3 separate regions of the Mus musculus genome follow, and all the other regions are linked to region 2. A link is a contact called in public promoter capture Hi-C data. All regions are on one chromosome and are shown on one strand. Each heading gives the region's core, a stretch centred on a gene start, on an enhancer-like site or on the middle of the called end of the contact. The rest is flanking DNA. Distances are from core to core; before and after follow the strand shown.

What was found. Promoter capture Hi-C pulls out the DNA fragments that hold promoters and counts their contacts.
Region 1: a contact with region 2 is called in a promoter capture Hi-C map of pre-B cells, with 4 times the contacts expected there. The contact joins the promoter of AI662270 here to the promoter of Dhrs11 in region 2. A contact is called at or near these places in 1 of 39 promoter capture datasets (pre-B cells) and 1 of 484 Hi-C or Micro-C datasets (B cells).
Region 3: a promoter capture Hi-C map of hippocampal neurons shows a contact between it and region 2, with 5 times the contacts expected there. The contact joins the promoter of Heatr6 here to the promoter of Dhrs11 in region 2. A contact is called at or near these places in 10 of 39 promoter capture datasets (the 3T3-L1 cell line, 3T3-L1-derived adipocytes, the HPC-7 cell line and 5 more) and 5 of 115 datasets of contacts at active chromatin or transcription factors (astrocytes, embryonic forebrain, embryonic midbrain and 2 more).

Annotation. Positions count from the first base shown.
Region 1 is chr11:83,222,142-83,224,841 of GRCm38.p6, forward strand. AI662270 (expressed sequence AI662270) reads left to right here and starts at 1,435. Exons shown (of 4, transcript NR_015519.1): 1 at 1,435-1,510; 2 at 2,069-2,169; 3 at 2,311-2,490.
Region 2 is chr11:84,827,681-84,830,380 of GRCm38.p6, forward strand. It overlaps Dhrs11 (dehydrogenase/reductase (SDR family) member 11), which reads right to left and starts at 1,323. Exons shown (of 7, transcript NM_177564.5): 1 at 1,071-1,323. The coding sequence starts at 1,217. It overlaps 4930502E09Rik (RIKEN cDNA 4930502E09 gene), which reads left to right and starts at 1,498. Exons shown (of 3, transcript NR_046281.1): 1 at 1,498-1,732; 2 at 2,222-2,362.
Region 3 is chr11:83,752,313-83,755,012 of GRCm38.p6, forward strand. It overlaps Heatr6 (HEAT repeat containing 6), which reads left to right and starts at 1,325. Exons shown (of 20, transcript NM_145432.3): 1 at 1,325-1,629. The coding sequence starts at 1,411. Wfdc21 (WAP four-disulfide core domain 21) reads left to right here. Exons shown (of 3, transcript NM_183249.2): 3 at 182-334.

The DNA of each region.
Region 1 (2,700 bases), core at 185-2,684, 1.6 Mb before region 2:
GATCCACATCTAAACATACAGGGTAGAAATCAGACTCATCCATAGCTTGGACAGGAGCTGGTTCTGGCCTGATGCAGAAGAGGGACAAGGCAGTTTGGCAGTGCCTGGCTTCCATGTGGGACCCCAGGTTTTACAAAGCTCTCCATTGAGCCCGGGGATTTACTTGTGAATCCTTCATCCAACCCCATCCCCTTATGCATACTCAGTGTTCTGAGATGTGAAGTTTTTATCAATGCAGTTTTCCTGCTCCCAAGAAGCAGCTGAAGGTGGAGCTAGGCACCACCTGGAGCCCTGGGTGCAGCTGTGCCTTACAGCCCTGAGTCAGAACATACAAACATAGGATAGATACATAAGAGAGGACAATGACATGTAACGATTGGACTTCTTTCCTTCAGAGGTCCATCAGTCCCTCTTGTGTCATCTAGTTTCATAGCCTTCCAAGTCTTAACACACAAAGATGGATCAGATATTGACTTAAGAGACCAAAATATACATGACATCAAAGACAACTGTAACAAATGACTAGTGTCTCATAGAGGTTCCATCAGTCTGACAAGGAGAATGTAATGGACAGGAGTCTGTTTCAGAGGCATCCTTGCATAATCCCTGGAGTACCAGGCATCCTGGGGAATTCTCACTTTAGCTGTGCAACTAGACATTGGAACACTGATGACTGTGCCAGGTCCTTGGCCACTCTGATTTCTGCCTCCCAGCATCGCCTGAGTGCATCTGCAGGGTTTATGTTTATACTGGGTTTTGCTGGGAAAAAAAAAAATGAACGCAACCACTTCAGGCCAAATTTAAAGCAAACATTTATGAAATATTAAATACGGACCAAGACTACTGAGAGGAGCTTACAGGCTTGCTGTATGGAATCTTCTCAGGAGAGAGAAGACAAAAGGTCATGACTCTTGATTTCATCCACTGGCCAGCACTGAGTAAAACCAGGACTAACGATCTGGCACCAAAGGTAAAAGCAAAATCCTTGTAGTTGAGTTAGGGGTGCATTATGTGAAGGTGGCTCTCTATATACTCAATGTTGAGGGATAAACCATCAGCAAACTAAGCACTAGCCAGACAGCTGAGTGCGAGCCGGATCTTGGTATTATTTCTTTTTTTGTTGTTGTCGGGGTTTTTTTGTTTTTGTTTTTTTGTTTTGTTATGTTTTTTTGTTTTTTTCGAGACAGGGTTTCTCTGTGTAGCCCTGGCTGTCACTGGCACTCACTTTGTAGACCAGGCTGGCCTCGAACTCAGAAATCTGCCTGCCTCTTAGTATTATTTCTGTGGCCTATCAGAGGTCCTATATTTTGTAAATATTAGACCTTCTTTACTTGCTTATTGGCTGTAATAAAGAGCTGACAGCCAATAGCTGGGCAGAGAGTGGAGGGCAGAACTTCCTGGGGAGGGACTCTGGAAAAAGAAAGCAAAGGCGCCAAAGTCGCCTGGGGCCTCGGAGATGAAAGATGGACCTGAACAGGAGCAGAGACGCAGAGCTGGCCACACATGGAAGGTAATGCCAGGACAAATCGGGATGAACTAGAAAGTTGGTTGGAAATCTGCCCAGCTATAGGCTTAAGCTTTAAAATACCCGATAGCCTCTGTGTCATCATTTGTACTGCTTCTGGGTCAGAAAGTCCTGCTATATAACTGAAATCACACGGGGGGCCTCTTTAGAAGAAACTGACCAGTGCGGAAGGAACAATATCCTCAGATCATGGAGAGCAAGAGAAGGAAACACAGAAAATAACCATGAGGCCTGAGAAATGTTTTGAATGTATGTGAGATTTATCACATCCTTCCTGCAACCGCTCCTGTCACCCTCCCTGAAGGCTGTCAAGAAAGGACAAGGAGACCAGCATGTGGTTTTAGTTTCTGCCACAAGGCTCACATGAGTCCCTCTGTATCGCCTGGCTGGCCCTTCCTTCCTCCGCATCCAGGCTAACTTTAAAATCCAACCTGAAGGTTTTAAAAATCCAATTATAAGTTAGCCTATATATTAGATGGGGGGGGGGGGGAGGAAACTTCATATTAAAAGCCCTGTATAAAATGCACTCTTTACTGCATTGAGTTTGGTCAAGAGTTTTCGTGGCTGCCTGTTAGTTTGTGTTACCAAAACGAAACATTGAAACATCGGCATGGAAGTTTCTTCTAGGAGCCTGCCCCCAGTTGGTAAGTGAGGAAACATGCATGCCCCTGCCTGAATTAAGGGGGAGGGTTGGGTACAAAAGCAGGAAGTACGTAAAGATATGTGTTTGCTTCTAATTGGACCTGATGGGAAAGCCAAATGGCTTTATGGGTATACGCCTTTAGATGACTCTGCAAACTACCTCTGCCGCCATTTTCTGGGGACCCGGAGTGGTTCTGGGCAAAATCCTTCATCTTGGCTGAATGAAAAAGAGAAAGAAAGAAAGAAAACATGACTGGTCCTGGTTTTCGGCGCCATGTGTATGAGAAAAAGAAATAAAAAGAAAGGAAGAGGACTGGTCCCAGGTATAGTGGAAGAGAAAGTTTGTGGATTGAAAGGGAGGCAGAGCCACGGGGCAGAATCTTCTTGGAGCGTCCAGAATGAACATGTCCCTAGCTTTTTTAGGAGATGGAGGAGAGGGAGGGAGGAAAGAGAGGTACCAGGTGCAGCAGCCCGGGTTGGCATTTTGTCTAGGCTCTGCCCACAGTTTCTGGCAACAGCCAGGTATACCTGAC
Region 2 (2,700 bases), core at 73-2,572:
GGATTATCTGAGAGGCTATAAAGTGTACCTTTGGCCAGTAGCTGGGGAGGGGACAGTCCTCCTTCCTGCAACAACTTCTCCCTTTGCCTCCACCCAAGGCCTCCTTACCCTTTTCTGTCAGAGGACTTTGAGCCATGGTGAAGATAGAGCCCTGCAGGTGGTCCTGCCAGGGCAAATAATGGGAATTTCTCTTGTCTTCTCCCAAATGGCATCTCCTCCCTATCTTTTCTGATCTGATGCTGCTCATAACTCCAGGAACCCCCAAAAGAATGTTAAGAGAAAAACTAGGGAGTTCTGGATCCGTAACATTTTATTTTCTCAAGACTTACAGGTTTAATGCCCTATTTCACCTACTCAGTCCCACCTAGGAAAATGAATCAGAAAAGAGAGAGAGAGAGAGAGAGAGAGAGAGAGAGAGAGAGAGAGAGAGAGAGAGAAAGAGATCTACAAGTAAATATTCCATTCACTCTTTAGGCTCATGGCATGTGAGTTGAGCTCAGATTTGAATTAAAAGGAGAGCTAGCTTCCACCCTAACCTCACCCTCAGTCATGGGTCAAACACTAGCTTCTTGTTCATTGGTTGGCCAGCACTTTACTCGGTGTGGCTTGGGTGAGGTTTGGGGACAAGATGAAACTAACCTAGTCACTTAGACTAGCCAGTTTTTTTTTTTTTTTCTTTTCTTTTTTTCCCCCTTCTCCCTGGCTGCCTAGCTAGCCCTTGACCTCTGGCTTCCTCTTTCACCTGCCAGTATAGGGGGCACAAGATGGCAGGGGTAAGGGAAGAGAATACCAGGGGTCAGGATTTGGTACTCTGCTGCGACACGAACTATCAGGAGTGAATGGCTCTTATAAAAATAGAACTTAGAGAGAACTTAGGTCCTCTCGCTACTAAACAGCACTCCTGCTCTCAAGGCCGTTGCAAATGGCCCTAGGGTAGTAGGCTCAAAAAGAGCAGGGTCTCTGGCTCCGGCCACGGCAACTCTCCCTCCCCTCACTCAAAGCCCTGCCCCATGGAAACGACGTACTCCCCCCTCCCCCAAGAGCGTCCCCGCTGCCTGGCGGAGCCTTACCTCGATGTTGCCAACGGTGCGGGCACAACCCACAACCTTCAGTCCCTGCTGGACTAATGCCCGGGCCACGGCCGCACCGATGCCCCCCGAGGCTCCCGTCACCAGTGCCAGCCGGTCGCGCCACCGCTCCATGCCAGCTCTAGTCATGGTCCCGAGCCGTCTGCCCACCTCGTTCGGCGAACCAGGCACTGGGAGCGGGGAGCTTAGTCTGGGGTTACTGAAGATCGGTGGCTCCCTGGTCACTGCAGTGGGGGACGCCGGCAACTTGGAGTTGCGCCTAGACCCACCCACTATTGGCCCGGCCTCCGGCCCGGGCTCCGCCCTCGGGACCTCCGCATTGGGCCACATGGCGTCCGAGTGGCCACCTTTTCCGGACACGCCCACGCCCGCGCACGAGCCCGTCCTTCCCGCGACAGGCGGAAACCGCACAGCCTTGAGGATAGGGGCCCACCGCGGAAGTGGGGCCTGACAGCCGGTGGAGTTGCTTTTACCGTGAGCGCTTCCCTTTGCGGTGGAGAGCCTCCATCTGCGAGGAAGAGGACGCACGCTCGCACGCACTCAAGGCCTCCTTTGCTCAATCAGCCCTACTTCCAAAGGCCTGAGGACAGGATGGGGGATCTAAAGGTTACTCCAGTGCCCTCCCAAACCACTGGTGACTGACAGTAAGGATTCAATCCAAAAAGCTTAAGGGCCTCTGCCATCAAGGCCAGTTGACCTGAGGAAGGGTTATTGTTCACTGTACCTGATCCTTTGGCTTCACTGGCCAAGTAAATGGTTAAAATACCCAAGTACTCTACACCTAAATGGCACCACGTCTTCAACCGTCCTTGACATCAACCACTCCCAGTCCTACAACGGCGCAAATGTTACACGATGTACATCAATAGTCACCCGCAGAAGCTGACAACTTGAATATCACGTGGTAGCCATAACTTTAAACAGCATGCATAATATACCCTTATAAGATTTTTGAGCCGGGCGTGGTGGCTCATGCCTTTAATCCCAGCACTCGGGAGGCAGAGGCAGGTGGATTTCTCAGTTTGAGGCCAGCCTGGTCTACAGAGTGAGTTCCAGGACAGCCAGGGCTATACAGGGAAACCCTGTCTCGAAAAAAACAACAAAAACAATATTTTTGTTTTTCTTTTGTGCAGGAGCCAACAGAGCTCTACCACAAGGCATGGTGGCACAAGCCGGTAAGGGGACATAAGAGACAGGTCCACGAGTTCAAGGCCATCCTTTAGTAGAGAGTGAATTCCAGGCCAACTGAAACATGAGCCCCTTTCTCAAACACAGTAAGTATACTGGCACATTAAGTGTGAAAAACAACAAAACAAAACAAAACAAAACAAAACAAACAAAAAAAAGAGAAGTGTGATGAAGGCTAGAGAGATGGCTCAGCAGTTAAGAGCACTAGCTGCTCTTCCAGAGGTCCCGAGTTCAATTCCCAGCAAGCACATGGTGGTGGCTCACAACTATCGAAAAAGGTCCGATGCCCTCTTCTGGTGTGTCTGAAGACACCAACAGTGTACCCATACATGCCTGATAATGCCAGCTGGTGGTACATGCCTTTGATTCAGCACTCAGCAGGCAGATCTCTTGAGTTTGTTGCCAGCCTGGTGTACAGTGAGTT
Region 3 (2,700 bases), core at 75-2,574, 1.1 Mb before region 2:
TCTGGCTTTCTGATGGTGCTATGGATTTCCAGCATCAAGATCTAATGTTTCTCATTGCACTCTGGGCAGTAGCCAGGTACCCAAAACAGCAGGTCTCGTGTATAATTTTTATATCTATTTCTCCAACAAAGAATTTTCTCAAAGGCCATCTTCCCTGATTACTGTTCATTTCTTCCTATAGCTTCTACCTGGAAAAAAAAATGTGTCTGTTTGGAGCTCTGTGACCAAGAAAACAGTTGAAAATGGAGGCCATGTATGGAGATTACAAGCAGCACAGTGGAGTGGGACAAGGAGTTGTTTCTTTTAATAAATCATTAATGTAAAAGTCTCAACACTTCTTGAGTTATTTTCTTGGAGGTTGTTATGGTTTGAATATGACACGTCTCCCTGGTCCATAGTTGATTGTACTGTTTGGGAAGAAGGGGCCATGCTGGAGGAGATAGGTCAACGGGGTATTTTGTCCTGGGCTTGACATGTTTCTTGTTGTTTCCTGGTTGCTTTAGGTGAGAAGCCTCAACCAAATACCCCTGCTGTCACGATCATTCTCCTTTACTACAAAGCAGCAGATTCAGTCAAGCATAGCCTTAAACCACCTAAAATAGTGCACCAAAAAATTAATAATAATAATAATAATAATAATAATAAATCCTCCTTCCTTTAAACTGTTCCTCTCAGTTATCTAATCCTAATCGTGAAAAAGCTACTAATGTCAATACGTTAAGTTTTTGTCTTAGTCAGGGTTTCTATTCCTGCACAAACATCATGACCAAGAAGCAAGTCAGGGAGGAAAGGATTTATTCAGGTTACAATTTCCACATTGCTGTTGATCGCCAAAGGATGTCAGGACAGGAACTCAAGCAGGTCAGGAAGCAGGAGCTGATGCAGAGGACATGGAGGGATGTTACTTACTGGCTTGCTTCTTCTGGCTTGCTCAGCCTGCTCTCTTATAGAACCAAGACTACCAGCCCAGAGATGGTCCCACCCACAAGGGGCCCTTCTCCCTTGATCACTAATTGAGAAAATGCTCCACAGCTGGATCTCATGGAGGCACTTACTTCCCCAACTGAAGCTCCTTTCTCTGTGATAACTCCAGCTTGTGTCCTATCAGAACATCAAGAGTAGAAGGAAGCCATATAGCTCACTTTTCTGTCACTGCCATGTAGAAGAGTGCTCTCCAACTCCAGCCAGAATCTGAAACTCTAGCAACGTCAGCCCTGCCCAAGAGCAAACTTTCTGAGAGGGTAAGGGGTGGTGGGTGGCCTTATTTCTGCTGCCTTTTACCTATCCTAATCACAGAACGACTTGCAACCTACAGTTCAAATGATGGCTTTCCGGAACTGGAGCACACACCCAGGCCCTGCCCCAAGCGGTGCCCCGGAAGTATTTCCCAGGCTTTCTCACGGAGGAAAAATGGCGGCGGTGCAGGTCGCCGCCTCTCTTCCTTGTGGGCAGCCGCGAGAGGCCCCGCGGGAACTGTCGCCGGAGCAGGACGATGGGTTCCGCCGCTTGTCTGCCAGGCTCCGCGCGCTGCAGCCGGATGACAGCACCGTGTCCCGCATGGAGATTCACCTGCTCTTCGACCAGCTCATCTCCGAGAACTACAGCGAGGGCGGCGGCGTGGCCCCCGAGGTAGGCGGCGCGCCTCATCCTGCCCGGACAACGGCTGGTTCCTCCCTCCGGCCCCTCCGGCTCTCACCCACGTCCCGGATGACTTAGTTCCAGGCTGGCTTTCTCCCTCGGTCCGTGCCATATCTCTCTGCCCTCCATCTGAAAGCTTGCAAGCCAGCATCTTTTCAAAGGCTTCTGCTCTGACGCCCTCAGCTGCCATCCCTGGTGAGCGACTCCGGGAATGTCGGAGCGAGGGTAGTCTTAGTTGATTTCGCTGATGTACGCACTGAAGCTCACAAGAGATCCAGCGTCACGGTTTGGGCAAATGGCAGAGCTAGATTGGAACCTAAATTTGTCGTAAGGCCTGTATTTTCTGTTTTGTTTCGGCACTAGCTCTCGTTTGCTTCCACTTCTCCTGTCAGGATCATCTCATTCATACACATCCGCTCTTGTATATCACTGATTCCCAGAACCCCTGAGCCAGTCCTACCTGCGAGCATCTCAAACTTGATAGCTCGTATAGATGAATACATTGTCTCCCATACTCCTAATCCCCTATTCATTCTACCCTACCCCACCCCAAATACACACAAGGCATGCACACTGCTTCTTTTCTTTACCCTGGAGCCTGTTGGATTAAAATTCTTCAGTCTGTCTCAAACATGTTTCTCAGTTCACACTCTTCTCTCCCTAGTCTCTCACTGATCTTCCTCTATTCTAGCCCCATTCCAGACTATTCTTTGCCAGAGTCTGCTATTGGAAAAACAAAAACAAAAAACAAACAAAACGCATACAAGTGTACGCATAATCAGAGATTTTCTATGTATATTGGCAAATGGCAGAAGCAAGCGGCCAAACAGTAAGAGAAAAATATGGGGCTTAAGGATGTAAAGGGGAAAAGAATCCCGAGCAGCTCACCACGGATAAGGGAGCAGAGTGGAACTAAGTGAAATTAAGGGAGCTTTTTATTTATATACTTGGCTATTTTGCACAACAACAACAACAAAATGTGTGCCTTTCCATTCTTCTCTCCTTGTTCTCCTCTTGGGTTCAGTCACTTGGCACTTGGTGCCTCGGGTTCAGGCACCTGAG